Regions from separate parts of the Danio rerio genome. Here region 1 is linked to region 2. The links are chromatin contacts, called in public HiChIP or PLAC-seq maps. All regions are on one chromosome and are shown on one strand. The core of a region is the stretch at or near the end of the contact, and the rest is flanking DNA. Distances in the headings are between cores, read along the strand shown. Region 1 holds the start of psmc4 (proteasome 26S subunit, ATPase 4). Region 2 holds the start of mtdhb (metadherin b).

Evidence for each region. HiChIP or PLAC-seq counts read pairs in DNA pulled down with a chosen protein or histone mark.
Region 1: an H3K4me3 HiChIP or PLAC-seq map of gastrula embryo shows a contact between it and region 2, with 2.5 times the contacts expected there. The contact joins the promoter of psmc4 here to the promoter of mtdhb in region 2. A contact is called at or near these places in 1 of 18 Hi-C or Micro-C datasets (caudal fin) and 2 of 4 datasets of contacts at active chromatin or transcription factors (embryo and gastrula embryo).

The regions. Positions count from the first base shown.
Region 1 is chr16:46,220,313-46,227,884 of GRCz12tu, forward strand. It overlaps psmc4 (proteasome 26S subunit, ATPase 4), which reads right to left and starts at 5,910. Exons shown (of 11, transcript NM_199750.2): 1 at 5,809-5,910; 2 at 4,861-4,959; 3 at 3,244-3,430; 4 at 2,407-2,553; 5 at 1,529-1,638; 6 at 789-882; 7 at 508-675. The coding sequence starts at 5,844.
Region 2 is chr16:46,136,668-46,143,896 of GRCz12tu, forward strand. It overlaps mtdhb (metadherin b), which reads left to right and starts at 1,800. Exons shown (of 12, transcript XM_073926541.1): 1 at 1,800-2,261; 2 at 4,826-4,915; 3 at 5,016-5,100. The coding sequence starts at 1,926. All of the region lies in intron 3 of cep85 (centrosomal protein 85), which reads right to left.

The DNA.
Region 1 (7,572 bases), core at 4,660-7,159, 88 kb after region 2:
TTTATAATAACTGATTTCAGCACAATTTTTCCTGTTATGGCCAATCAGCAGGCTTTATTCCAAACTTCACTGTCATGTGATCTTTCTAAAATAATATGTAGAAATAATATTTTGAAAAACAGAAAATTACACATATTTCAGAATATATTGAGTAATAAAATGAAACCAAATAGACAATCTAGAACAATAAAAATCTGAAGAAAAAAAAAATCTAAAACAGAATTAGTGCCTTTAATAATAAAGTAACTTTACTGTCAATGACAAGTTTACTGACAATTATTAAAAGAAAGAAAATGAATGCATCTTTGTTGAATAAAATAGATTTTTGGGGAAAAACAAAACTCCGACAGTCTAAACATTTGAACAGTAGTGTAGTGTATGATATCATGAATAATAGTTTATATTATTAATAAAAACAGCAGAATTAAAACCTGACATACATCTACAATAAACAAACAAAAATGTACAAATATAGCAGGATTTGGTAAAGCTGACAGGGACACACACCTCCAGTCTGTGCATCAAAACGCTTCGTAGCAATGGCATCGATCTCATCAATGAAGATGATGGCTGGTGCATTCTCTTTGGCCAGCCGAAAGACATCTCGCACCATGCGTGGACCCTCACCAAGATACTTCTGCACAAACTCAGATCCCACCACACGGATAAAGGCCGCTGCAGAACATAAAAACAATTACATAACCCTTTGCTTCTGATCTATTCACTCATTTGCCCTACCACTAAGCTCAATAATAAATCAAAAGGCCTCAAACCACACATAAACCTACCTGTGGTGTGGTGAGCCACAGCTTTGGCCAACATAGTCTTCCCACAGCCAGGTGGGCCATACATGAGCACTCCTCTGGGTGGATCGATACCAATCTGAGAGTAAAAGTGGAAAAATTAGCAGACAAACAAAACTACACAGCTGTTTGTTTTCCTGTTTGCACAATAGGGTTGCACATTATCTCACACTGATATCGCAATGTATTCATCCACAATAGTCACATCGCAAGTTTGAGTCTGAATTATAGTTGACCAGGAGCTACAGAACACTCGATTTGTAGAGTCACTGCTGAGTTTAACCATAATAGAGTGAAAGTTCATCATTCACATGTATTTTAAGGCTTGTGACTGAGCATTTCAAAGGAGCTTAGATCACAAAAATTAAGATGTTTAGAAGTTTAACAAAGAGAAGTTGTATTTAATTAATCATACCAAAACATTTTTTTTCTTACTTTTAATTTTTTTTTTACCTCTCTCTAGTCTAAATATCCACATTTCAAAATGAAAACTAGATTTTATCTACCCCAATGGCTGATAACGATTTCTAGATATTCCAGATAAAAGCATTACATTTTTGTACTCGAATGCTGTTAAGATTCCCCAGAAAACTGTCAAAGAGAGTTATTCAAACCATCTTGTGAAACTGTATTCATATCGCAATATTTTAGAAATCTAGGAAAACTAAATATTGCAATATCAGATTTTTCCAATATCATGACCCTTATTTCACGCTATCACGCACCTGTTTATAGAGCTCAAAATGTGTGAGGGGAAGCTCCACGGCCTCCCTGACCTCCTGTTTCTGGATGTCCATTCCTCCTATGTCCGAGTACAACACATCTGGTTTCTGATCTAGGGTCAAATTAAAAGTAACAAGAGTTAAGAAATAAGATGCAACCAAAATATACAAGCATGGGTTGTAAGTAGAAATAGAAGACTGAAGGGCTTTTTTTTTTTGCAAAAACAACCAGCAGGATGTACATTATCCCACTTACTAAACAATTCCATAAAACATTGATCTGAACTAGGGATTTGACAGTAACTGGACCACTGCCTTAATGAGATGTCAACTACAGTGATGTGGTTATTACAGTCATCACCTCCCTTTTTAGTTTATCATTTATTTTTGCGTGTGAAAGTTTCAGGATAGTATTTTTTTGTGATGGAGGAAAGAACTGTTTTTTTCTATTAATTGTTAACCGGTTTCTTAAGGTATTAAAATAAACTTTTCGCACAAAATAGAGGCACAGTCCATTAAACATAGCCTCATATTATTGTTATTATTAATTAAATACCAGGTTATTTATATATATATATATATATATATATATATATATATATATATATATATATATATATATATATATATATATATATATATATATATATATATTTTTTTTTTTTTTAATTAAATACAAGGCTTGTTAAAAGAATATTTGTTCTTTAAAAGCTGCAGCCTTCACTATCCTACTTGTAGTTCATGGTGAAGCCGGTTAATAGTTTTATGGGATAATATCTGGGAATAACATGCTTTGGAGCATCCTGATTGACCAATCCGAACCAAGAATTCCAGAGATCCATGAAATGATTTAGAATGAAGAAATGTATGTTTAAGAATACCTGAAGTGAGCATCATGATGCTGCTGTCTGCTTCTGGAGGCAGAACGTCCACCAGAGCATTGCTGTGCTTGTGCAGAGCAACAGAGGCATTGGGCTTCAGCAGCTCTCGGTCAATTGTGCTCAGAATTCGAACATAGTAATTAGAGCCTGCGGAAAAAAGCCATGTTATTATTCAGAGATGAATCAATTAGATTTTGTAAAGCAACTGGCAGAGGATTTCATCCAAAGCAACTTAAATTTAGGGCAGGAAGATTTTGGAGAAACACAGTATTATGTTGTTGTGCCTTTGTTTTGACTTGAATATTTGTAGAGAAATTAATAATTCTAATGTGAGTGAGGTCATTTTGTGAGGGTGCTTAATTGCAATGAAAATAAACAAAGTAAAATAATATATTATTGCTACTTGCTTTCATAAAGCATATTACCTACTGATGTGACCAGCTCAGTATAATTATGAATCATTTTTAAGAGTTTCCTGCCATTGAAAAGAATAGATTATTAAACAAAACAACAAATTATTGCAATGACATTGGCTGAAAAAAAAAATTATTTAAAGAATTAAAAACTTTTTTTTAAACTATTTTTTAAGTATTTTGCAAATATACTCTGTGCTTTCTAAGAGGTTGTATTCATTGACATGCACACAGTCAATATTGGTTTGTAAATACTGTAAACACTCAATACTGGTACTGCATTAAATTAAATGGCAATCAGCATGATGTGATCCTCATGGCACAACATTAAAATAACTTTATTCTGATGTATTTTGATGCAGCCCTGCTTCTTTCGTCAACAGTTAAACCATCCCCTCCATCATATACAGATCAATCTTCTGACCTGTGGTTGAGCCCACAATAGCTGTATTCTGGTCGACGGCCTCCAGGAACTGCCCAATGACCAAAGGGATGCTTTGTATCCTCTTCACCTCCTCTTGGGCATGAAGGAACTCCTTCTTGAGATTCTTCTGTTCATCTTTAATGTATTCCTCCTGCACCTCCAAAAACTCCAACTCCTGCTGCAACTTCTGCAGTGTGCAAATGAGAGTCAATTAATAAGCGTGGTGGTGCGGATATACAATGGTTTATATTGTGAAAGACAAGAAGCATTTATACTGCATCTTACCTTCATAATGCATACAACAGCAGTACAGTTTTTCTTATTTCATGACCATTTGATCATAAATAATTTTAATTTTATAATAGTCAATAACTTAACTAAAACCATATTGTATATAATAAGCAGTTTGTCAATGAGTAATTGAGGAGAAGTGTAAACTAACTCACACACATTATATACAAATTGTTTTCCTAACAGAAATGTTTATGTATCTCTTATATGTCTAAATACACTTGGGGTTCGTACTTCGTACCTCACTGAAATGATCTAAGATGATGTGACCGATCCTGGATCTTTTAATCTTGATAACCGATCTCTGGCTAATTTATGAAATCATAAATGATCATTATAAAATGATGATCAGCAATGCAACAATTGGCTGACAGCACAGCAGTGTAATGACATCAGCTAATTAATTTTAAATTATCCATGTGAGCAATAAAACTCGTATAAACAGTTTGTTAAATGTGACAAGCAATAACTTTCCACCTTTGTTGTGGACTGCAGGCGTTACACTTTCATGTGTCGAGTATTTTGCAATTTATTTTGTTTACATTGAAGTCGGATATTCTTTATTATAGTAGCCTATTCAAGTTTTTTAATCGGCGCAAGGAATATTTGGCTGTTTAAATTTATTTTGCATCAACAAAGCATTTTGATATTGGTAAAGGTGTCAGCAACTTTTGCAAAGCATCAAATCACCGTCATATTGGCTGTCAAAACATGCATTTTGACTGCATAAATTATTATTCCTTTAAAAAAAATAAATAAACTGTTGAATATTGTGCATGTCTATTATCATACACAAATTGTACTAAAGCTGGTACATTAAAATAGTACACATTTGTGTCTAAAAAGTCCATATTAATAAAACCCTAATTAATAAATAATAATACTGATAAATAATTCCCTTTAGGGGGAACCACCTTGTGACAGTTTTTGCACTTTTATTGTGAAGTGCAGATTGAATTTTTAACTATCTATCTATCTATCTATCTATCTATCTATCTATCTATCTATCTATCTATCAACTTTTTACTGTTTTTCCAAGTGTATACACCTACTACTGTAAGAAAATATCAGCATTCGGTACATACTTTCAGTATTACCTTTGCTTGAAATGACCCGATCTAATTCTGTTTATATGAAATAAGCCTGCTGCCGGAATGGTTTGTGCTACCAGAACTGCTATGACGACAACAACTCTCAGATAAGTTTTGTATAACGAAATGATCCTGGATCGTGTAAAATCTTCAATAACCAAATCCAGCTAATTGAGTAATCCACATACAAACAACGGACCCCTGAAGGTTAAAAAAAGAAAGAAAGTATAAAAACCTTATATATGCTGTAAAGATCCTCCAGATCTTCTGGTTCTGGTGCCAAGAAAGACAAGCCGGTCTGTGGCCTGGAATTCAGCAGGGCCGGCACATCATCCTGGAAAAAAACAAATAAATAAAAAACATGTAGAATCAAAACATTATTACAGGAACATTAATCTGAATTAAACCTGAAACATTTCAATTAAATCTAAACGTCATGAACTTTTTTTTAATAAAAAAATTCTTAAGTCCATATTCTTTCTGTTGCTGTTCTTTATTAAATTAAAAAATCTAAGCTTTAGTATGGCTTTTATGTATAAAAACAAACGACATCTAAACGAGTATCACACAGAATTTACAAGTAACAAAATCCAGTAATGCATTGATTTAGTCAAACCGTTATCGTCAAAAACACTCATGTCAATAACATACATATTATTATATACATGTGTTCATTCGAATTCGATAGCATTACCAGCATACTGTTATGGTGTAACTGTTAAAACACAGGTTAGTACATATCTAACGATATATCTAACGTAACTAACTCACAAACACAGCTCATTGCTATGCTAACGTTACATGGCTAACCAAGACCTCAACTGATGTTTCATTTTGCAACACAAATATATGAACTTCATGTCAGTATTTTTGTAAAATATACATATACAGAACAAACATGGGCAAAAGAAAATATAATTTGACAGGCTCACTGTGATCTGGCTATCTGCTATAAATCGAGCACACATGCTAACATTAGCCGCTGTCAGAGAATGGCATGACTGAGCATTTGCTGCTAGCTGAATGAATCGGCATCTTCTCATCAGTTATTTTACGCTGCAGACACGTGTTCTTGTCATATATGGGCATTGTTTGCATATACTAGAAACATTTATATATGATCAAACTGTTTAGGCCAGCCTTGTAAGAGTAAAATTGTTAAAATTACATCATAAGATCTCACCTGAGGTTTCTCAACCAACACTCCACCGTCCTCCATGTTTGCTTGTAGCACATGACGTCACGACGTGGGATGTAAATCAATTTCCGCAAATAACCACCGGGTCCTAAAGGCCACCTCTCAATCTCTGCTTTGTTGACAGGTTGACACATTTTGAAGAATGATATAGACATATTTATTAGGCAGCGATGTTAGTAAATTGCTCAAAATTACAGTAATGATTAAATGTCTAAATACTCAATAATATATGCTATTAATTTGAGTTTTTTCCATTAAAGAATCCCAAGCATAAGTTGCATAAATATGTATAGCATGGTTGTCACAAAACATTATGCATTCTTTTACATTATTATAAATATTTTCAAAATAAAACAGCCTTTTTCAACTTTTTTTTAAAACTGCTTGTAGTTTTTTTAATATCTGTGTGTGTGTGTGTGTGTGTGTGTGTGTGTGTGTGTAAACAACAGTGATATCTTGAATAATGTACCAAATCAATGCATTTGCATTGGCAATGCATTTTGTTTATTCATTCATTTTCCTTCAGCTCAGTCCCTTTATTCATCACCGTATAGCACCCAAAGGATGCCCACATGAACGAGGAGAACATGCAAACTCCACAGAGAATTGCCAACTGACTTAGCCAGAACTCAAACCAGTGACCTTCTTGCTGTGAGGCGATTGTGCTAACCACTGTCAATGTGTCGCCATCCTTTTCTTCATCTTTTATCATATTACACAATTGTGTTTTGTTTTTTAAGCCTATGTGTGTTTTTATTTTTAGAATAATTTGACTCTAAATCTGGATGAAACAAGCATGTTCTCCTGCTTCAAAACATAAAATTTATTAACTTCATTAAGCAGATATTTCTGAAGCTGACCATTTCAATGTGGCGATGTCATTGGCCAATAAGCATTTCCTGCTTGTTGTCAAACTATTTCATGTAACAAGAGGCAATTCAGTCATGTCTATTGTAAAAAAGCTGCCATAACATTATTTATTATCACTATGTGGCTCTTTCTGGATTCTCTGAGGCTACACTGTAAAGCCCAAAAAGTTAAGGTGACTCAAACCATTTGAGGAAAACGATTGCTACAAACCATTTAAGTTAAAAAACTAATCTATATGAGTGCTGTGAACTTACTTCATTTGAGTTGAAGTAATGAGGTATTAAATTAACTCATTACCTTCAACATTAAGTTCAAAACTCTTTTTAGATAATTAGAATTAACTTTCAGTCAGTTTTTCGTTAACGACACTCATTTCATTTCATAAAGTTGACTGCTGGGTTTTACAGTGTATAGAAATTAAAAATGTAAAACAGGAAATAGGTTAGGACCATTATTATTGTTTCCCTCAAAATGATCTTGTATACTTTGACACATATGAACAAAGCTGAAGTTTAAATTCAAAAAACATCTCTTGCTTTGCTTTAAAAAAAATATATTTTTATTTGTAAAAATGAAAAATGGAGTCTCCCTAGAACACAAACTGTTTATAGAAAACAAGAGGAGACATTAAGAGACCTCTAACTCCCTTAAGCCTTCTAATATTATAACCAAATGTAATCAAAATGTACACATAATAACTACATGCATTCTGCCTTTTACACGTTATTTTCATTAATACCAATTGCTATCTGTTTAACAGGCTGACATATTGCTAGGCTGCATTGTTAACATTATCTTTGAGTATAATAAGTATATAACTGTCAAATTAAATGATCAGTTTTTTTATCTATGTCCAGCGATTGAACCTTTTAAAGCTAT
Region 2 (7,229 bases), core at 550-3,049:
ATTTTTTTGGATGGTTTAGCTCCTTATTTATCAGGGGTCACCACAGCAGAATGAACCACCAACTACTCTGGCATATGTTTTACACCATGTTTTACCCACTTTGAAGTGGGAAACTGAACATATACCGTGGGTATGGAAACGATTCAGACCCCCTTGAATGTTTCACTCTTTGAGCTGCCATTTAAATAGTGTTGTGTATGAACTTTGGTCAGTTATTATTAAACTGAATCAGCCTTAAACGGAATTATGCTAATAAATGACTATTTGTATTTGCCTCACTGATTAAGTTTGCATTATTATATATCCTGTTTATTGTTGTAATCATGTGAAGCTTCTTTAAACTAACACTTAAGTGCAATCAAATAATATTATCTTACTTTAACTCGTCTTTTTTATTGATCGATATTAGCCAGAGAGCCACAGCACCAAAAACATAGAATCATTAGACATCAACTGCTCCAAATCTAGCAGCAGAACACAATCTGCTCACCTTTTCTTTCTCTCTGAATTAATCAATATAATAATATTCAAAGTAAAAACACAAAACAAAATCAATTTATAATAATAATAATAATAATAATAAGATAAAAAAACATGATAGAACAAACACATATTATGCCTTACAACAATACAGGAAAATATATAAATACAAATATGCAAAGGGGACAAGGGTGTGTGTGTATGTATATATATATATATATATATATATATATATATATATATATATATGTTTGTGTGTGTAACGTGGACAATCACGCTACTAATGAATTAATTGTGAAGATTATTGCACTTATATTATAACACTTTCCCATCTATTTTATCTGTTTATTTTATCAAGCTTTTTTAACCTTCATCTATGACGTATTGCTTTCATTTAGGATTTTTCTTTAATTGTTTCATTCATTTATTTTCATCTCAGCTTAGTCCCTTTATTAATCTGGGGTCGCCACAGCAGAAGGAACCGCCAACTTATCCAGCATATGTTTTATACAGCAGAGGCCCTTCCAGTTGCAACCCAGCACTGGGAGACATCCACACTCATACACGGACAATTTAGCTTACCCAGTTCACCAATACCACGTCTTTAGACTTGTGGAAGAAACCCGAGCACTAGGAGGAAACCCATGAGAACACCAGCATCCTTCTGTGAGGCTATACTGCACCACCATGACAACTCTAGTTAAGTCTATTTAATATATTTTCATTATCCCAATAAAAATAAACTATAAACTAAAAAATTAAAATGGTTGCTAATAAAATTTGTTGGAAACTATATGAAGAGTTTAGATGCAAAGACAATGTGAAATTTTCCACTAACAGTTGTTTTTCTCAGCCTCCTATATGTTTATGTTGTTATTTTACTTTAAATGCGATTTATGAAATGCAACTTATTCTTTGCACTACAAGTAAAATTACTGAAACAACACACAACAGTTTAAGAAAAAAAAATGCTAATTTTAGATGAAAATTTCGGTCTGCACTGAGGTTTTTGCATCTTAACTCTTCATATGGGAATAGCCAAGAGCATGGAGTATAGTTGTAAAACACATTCATTTCTTGTAGCATTGACCAAGAAACTAACATATAAATCACTAGGAATAATCTTAGCCTGGTTCTTGCGAAAATAAATCCCCATAGTAACTTAATTTAGCCTGCTTTCATGCAACTGAGTAAAGGCTAAATTCAGCCAGGATAGCCTCAAAATCCCAGCTTTTTCCCCTCAAATGCACTCCAGGCCAATAAGGGGAGCTTGTCTGCGAATCGGTTCACTTAGCCTCGGCCAATGACCGAACAGAAGCAGCCGTAATCGGCGGTGGCACGCTGGGGGCAGGCGACTGGCACAGAGATGCATTTTCCTGTATGATTAATCTTAAAGAGTTGATTTTGTGAATGATTGCACGCCGGTGCCAGCACAATAGATTGCAATGGCACCGGGTTGGCAAGAGATCGCGTCGCAGCATGTGGAGCAGATAACGGGATATGTCAGAGAAAGCCTGTCCACCGGCCTCGTCTATCTGAAGTCTGAGCTGGGAATAGACTTGGGCTTGAATCCTGATCTCTGCGCTCCATGGCTGCTGCTTTTAACGGCCTGGGCCGGTCTGGTTCTCCTGCTGGTCTTATGGGTGTCCGTTTGTCGCGGTTTCTCCAAAAGACTCGCAGGGACAGAGACCGGAGACTCCGCCGAAAATACGGGTCCAGCGCAACCGGTGAAAAAGGCAGATGAGCCCAAGAGGAGGAACAGAAAGAAGAATGCAGAGAAGGTTTGACTTGCGCCTATATTTACCGCTTGTCTGGGATGGATTTCGAATCATTTCTGGTGACTCGGTTCTTTTGAATTCGTTGACGTAAACGATTCATTTGCTGCAGGTGTCGTCGTTACGTGCCTGTAGGTGGAGACGAGTGAGTCATTGAATCGTTTTCATATATATAAAAAAATAATAATCATTGAGTCGTTCACGGCCGCATCAGGATAAATGTATAGTTAACCCAAAATGGTAACTAACGTTAACTCACCATTTTATTGCTTCCAAACCGTAATGCTTTTCTTTATTTCTTGTCTAACACAAAATATATTTTAAAGAATGCTGGTTACTGTTAAGCATTAATGTGTATACTGAGTAAAAAAATACAACGGAAGTGGTTTACTACTAGTTTCCAACATTCTTCAGATGTTCTTCTTTTGTGTTTAACAAGACAGACACTGGTGACTTGAATTGTTTTCATTCATTTATATAAAACAGGGGTGTCCAAACGCCCTAAATTTTAAGTAGGGGAGCGCGGGTCACAAAGTAATGTGGGGTAAAATGTAATAAGTTTTAAGGTATTTGCTCAGGGTTAACCATGGCATGCTTCCGAGGTTTTCACCATAGTGTCGGCAGATGTCTTCCTGCCAATTACTGAAAAAGTTCGGCGAAATTTGGATGAGAAACTCAGGTGAAACCATTTTTGGAGCATAAACCGTTTTTATTAGTCAATTTTTTTTATTTAAAAAAAATCTGTGAAATATGAACGTGAAATCTTATATTGTTGTGATCACCGTCTTCTAGGCTAAAAGATGAAACCATTTTGAAAGATGTAAGAAACACACAGTGACTATTTGCCAGTTTTGAAGAAAACACGACACAGCGGGGTTAGTTGTAACAGGGTGTTACAATTAAGCCACACACTGTTGGACACCAATTAAACTAACACAATATTTTTTTAATTTCGAGTGTAATGTTGCAAACTTTAAATAAAATGATTTTAAAAATATTTTTATTGCTGATACGACAAATAAAAGCATTTATATAATAATGGATAATAATCCAAATGTGTTTATCCAATAAATAAATAAACATACTGTACTATGTACAATAAAAAAAATAATTGAGCTAGGCACAGAGCAAATATAGCTACTATTTAAAGTAAACTGGATTTAAATTAATTATGTGTAATCTGCCTTTATAATCATGTGTTACAACTAACCTCATCTGTCACAACTTGCTCTCCAGGTGGGGTAAATAGTAACATTTTTACTCCTGGCACTTTTGGCAACACTGAACAGAAACAATAGGTCCGGCGATCATACTTTCAGTGCTCATTTGAAGGAGAGGCTTGTGAGTTGTTGGTAAAAAAACAAAACAAATGGTTTGTCTAACCCCATTACTTTATTATTTGACCAAAACCAAAAAGTGTTACTTTGTCTCCCACTCTCCCCTATACCTTGAAAAAGCTTAAGTAACTGGTTCAGGTGTGTCTAATTGGGGTTGTAGCTAAACTTTGTGGGACACCCCTGACATAAAAGATTGACTTCCTGCAAGTGTCATCGTTTTGCTTGTATATAGAAGCCCGTTCCATAAATAAAAAAACAAATAAATACAATGTTTAAAAAAATGATGAAGTCAGAATTCTGAGTTATAAAGTCGCAATTCTGAGTTATAAAGTCACTTTTTGTCAAGTGTGATTAGATTCTATTAAAATAGAAAACATTTTTACTACTAGAAACTTGTTATATTTACAGACTGTTGTCACACAACTGTTTAAACCCCTTATAAAAAGTCTTTTTTTTTCATAATAGGTCCCCTTTAAAAGAGTTTGTTAAAAACAATGATTCATTCACATTTGAAACAGCATTTTCTATTCTCAGATGATCTATTTAACACCTGTCAAAACGAATTAAAATATATCAATCAATGGATATGGGTAACATTTATTACATGCATTAATAGCCATATCACCTGCAGGCCAAGAACGGTTACTCACTGAAGCTAAGCAGGGATAAGCCTGTTCAGTATCTGGATGGTAGACCACATGGGAAAACTAGGTTTGTTAGGGCTGTTGGAAGTGGTGTTAGTGAGGCCAGCAGGGGGCGCTCAACGTGTGGTCTGTGTGAGTCCTAATGTCCCAGTATAGTGAAGGGGACACTATACTGTCAGTGAGCGCAGTCTTTCAGATGGGATGTTAAACCGAGGTCATGACACTCTGTGGTCATTAAAAATCCCTATGGCACTTCTCGTAAAGTGTAACCCTGTTGTCCTGGGCAAACTCCCTCCATGTGCCCTTACCCATCATGCCCTCCCAATCATCCCCATCCACAAAATTGGCTGAATCACTGTCTCTCCACTCCACCAATAGCTAGTGTGTAGGGAGCGCACTTGTCCTGTGGCTGCCGTCGCATCATCCAAGTAGATGCTGCACACTGCACCCCCCATAATTGTGAAGTGCTCTGGATGCATGGCCATACATGATAAATGCGCTGTATAAATAAAAATACATACATTGCATTACATTGATACCCGTCCTATTGCCTTTCCTTTAAAAAGTTTGTTTTTGAAATGTCTCACAGAAAGCACAGAGGAATGGACTTGCTGTTGAACCACAGGAGGAGGTTAAAACGGCAGACGATCAAGAACTAGCAGAAGTGAGGGCTGACAAGGTAATAAAATGCCCTGCTTCATTTTCTTTGACATTTAAAAGGATAATTCACGCAAAAATGTAAATGGTTATTCATTCATACTGATTCCTTTTGACTGTAGGGAAAGAAGAATAAGAAAAAGACAAAAGCTTCTGCAAAAGAGAAAAAATCCTCCACATCTGTTGACGGCAAAGAGCCTGATGAAGGTACGTTATGAAATTTGATTAATACGATTCCTACACTTCATAAATAGTTAACAGAATTAATAGAGATCAAATACCTATTATTAGATAAGTAACTGATTGTGTATTTGTTTTTTTTTTTACATACTCGTTGAATATACTGTACTTTATTTACTTTGCAAAAAATGTGTGTAATTTAGCTAATTAAAATGTTTCTCATTGTAACAGTAATGTTTTTTGTTACCCAAAAAAAAGCACAAATTGTCAGCATATTAGAGCATAATTATTTGATGATATGCAATTTTAACTATAGGATTTAGTGTGCTCACTTTTTATTTAATATATTTCATGATCAGGATATGCAGGTTTCATTTTGTCATAATTTGACTTTGTTAGTTACTTTAAACTTTAGACACCTTCCTTTTAATATCCTCTTTCCTCTTAATATCCTTTTTCAAAAACAAAATCTTAAGAGGGCTAATAATATTAATTGAATCATTTGAAAGAAAACTTCTATTCCAGCCAAACTAAAAGAAACAACACTTTCTCCAGAAGAAAAAAATAAAGGGGGGGAAACTTTCTCTTTTAAAGAGCCCCGTTTATGGGTTTTTGAAAATGACCTTCCATGCAGTGTGTAACACAGCTCTAAGTGAAGTGGAATATCCAGCTAAGGCTTAAATATAAAAGTGCACCGTGTTTAAAACTATTGATTAATTTATAAAAGAGTCGACTCAGAGTGGATCAAACGGTTGAATCATGCCGCAAAGACGCTATGCTCTAAAGTGTTAGGGTAAAGTTAGGGTTATTTTTCTACCCAAGGATGATGCTGTGAAGAGTCAGTCGTTGAAGTTTATTTCTGCAAAAATACATCAGCATTATATCCCCAGCCTTGTGCTGTGTTCCCGTCATTTTTCTGACGAGTGCTTCAGGAATCTACACGCTTACAACGGGGCATTCGTCAGCCGTTTGTTAAAAGAGGGATCAGAAAAGACTATTGATGTATGGGACTTTTTCAGAGCTTGACAGAAACTTTATCAGTACACAGTTCATGGATCAGTTTCCTCCTCAATTTCAAAAGTGCAAGTAACTTAAATATAATTAAAATGGCTGCCGCCTCGTTTTCTCTAGCTTGCCAAATATGTATTCAATTGTGTTTTTTACACTTGTAACCGCTCCACGCGGCTTGTACTATATCTGGTTAACTCTTTATATTCTCATATTGCATCTAAAACCATGTTAAAAACGTGACGTGTGCCGATTTGTTTACTGATTTAAATGAGTTTGTGAGCTCGCGATCCACTGCTGTTAATCATTGCTATGGCCACCATTAGCAAGTTTCAGAAAAATTTAGCTTTTGCCACTGTGTGGATTAATACTGAACGCGTGTCGTTGTTTTTACTTATAATAATATGCTAGTGTTTAACTGCATTGCTTTAATGCACTTCTGCACTCCGACTACTACAAAGTTGTTGATAATCCGTGGTGGGCATTTCTCTGTCTCACGCTGAACACAGTCGACTAATTACAACATACTGGGTCATCGGACCAATCAGCGCAGATTAGCATTGTGCTAAGGAGGGGTTTGGGAACAAATGAATCGCTGAATTAAATGGGAATTAGGTAAAAATAAATGTATATTATAAGACAATGAAAGTGTTTTTTGACTGTGCATGCAGATCAACTTGTTGTTGCAGTCCCCCAAATCCTAAATATGACATTTTTAATGCAAATTAGGGGCTCTTTAAACATCAATTGGGGAAATATACAAAAAAAAATTTTTTTGAATAATTGAAATTGAACAGGAGGCTTAATATGATCAAACTGTCTATACTAGATGTCGAATTTTACATTTTAGGTTGATTCATTTGTATTTACTCAATAACAAAGACTCATCTAAATGTAATTACCGCCAGGCTGCTCTTACAATAAAACATAATTTGTTGGAATGTGGAAGTTTAAATACAATAAGACAATTTTTTATAAGGAGAGTACTTGGACATTTTAAAAAGGTACCACCAGGAAGAATCTTAAATTATTTATCAAAAACTTCACTGAAAAATCATATTTAGCTTTGAATACATTTTTGTGTGAATTTTTTTTACTTATAATTTATATATTTATATAAGTAACTGTGTATTTTAATACGAATTCTT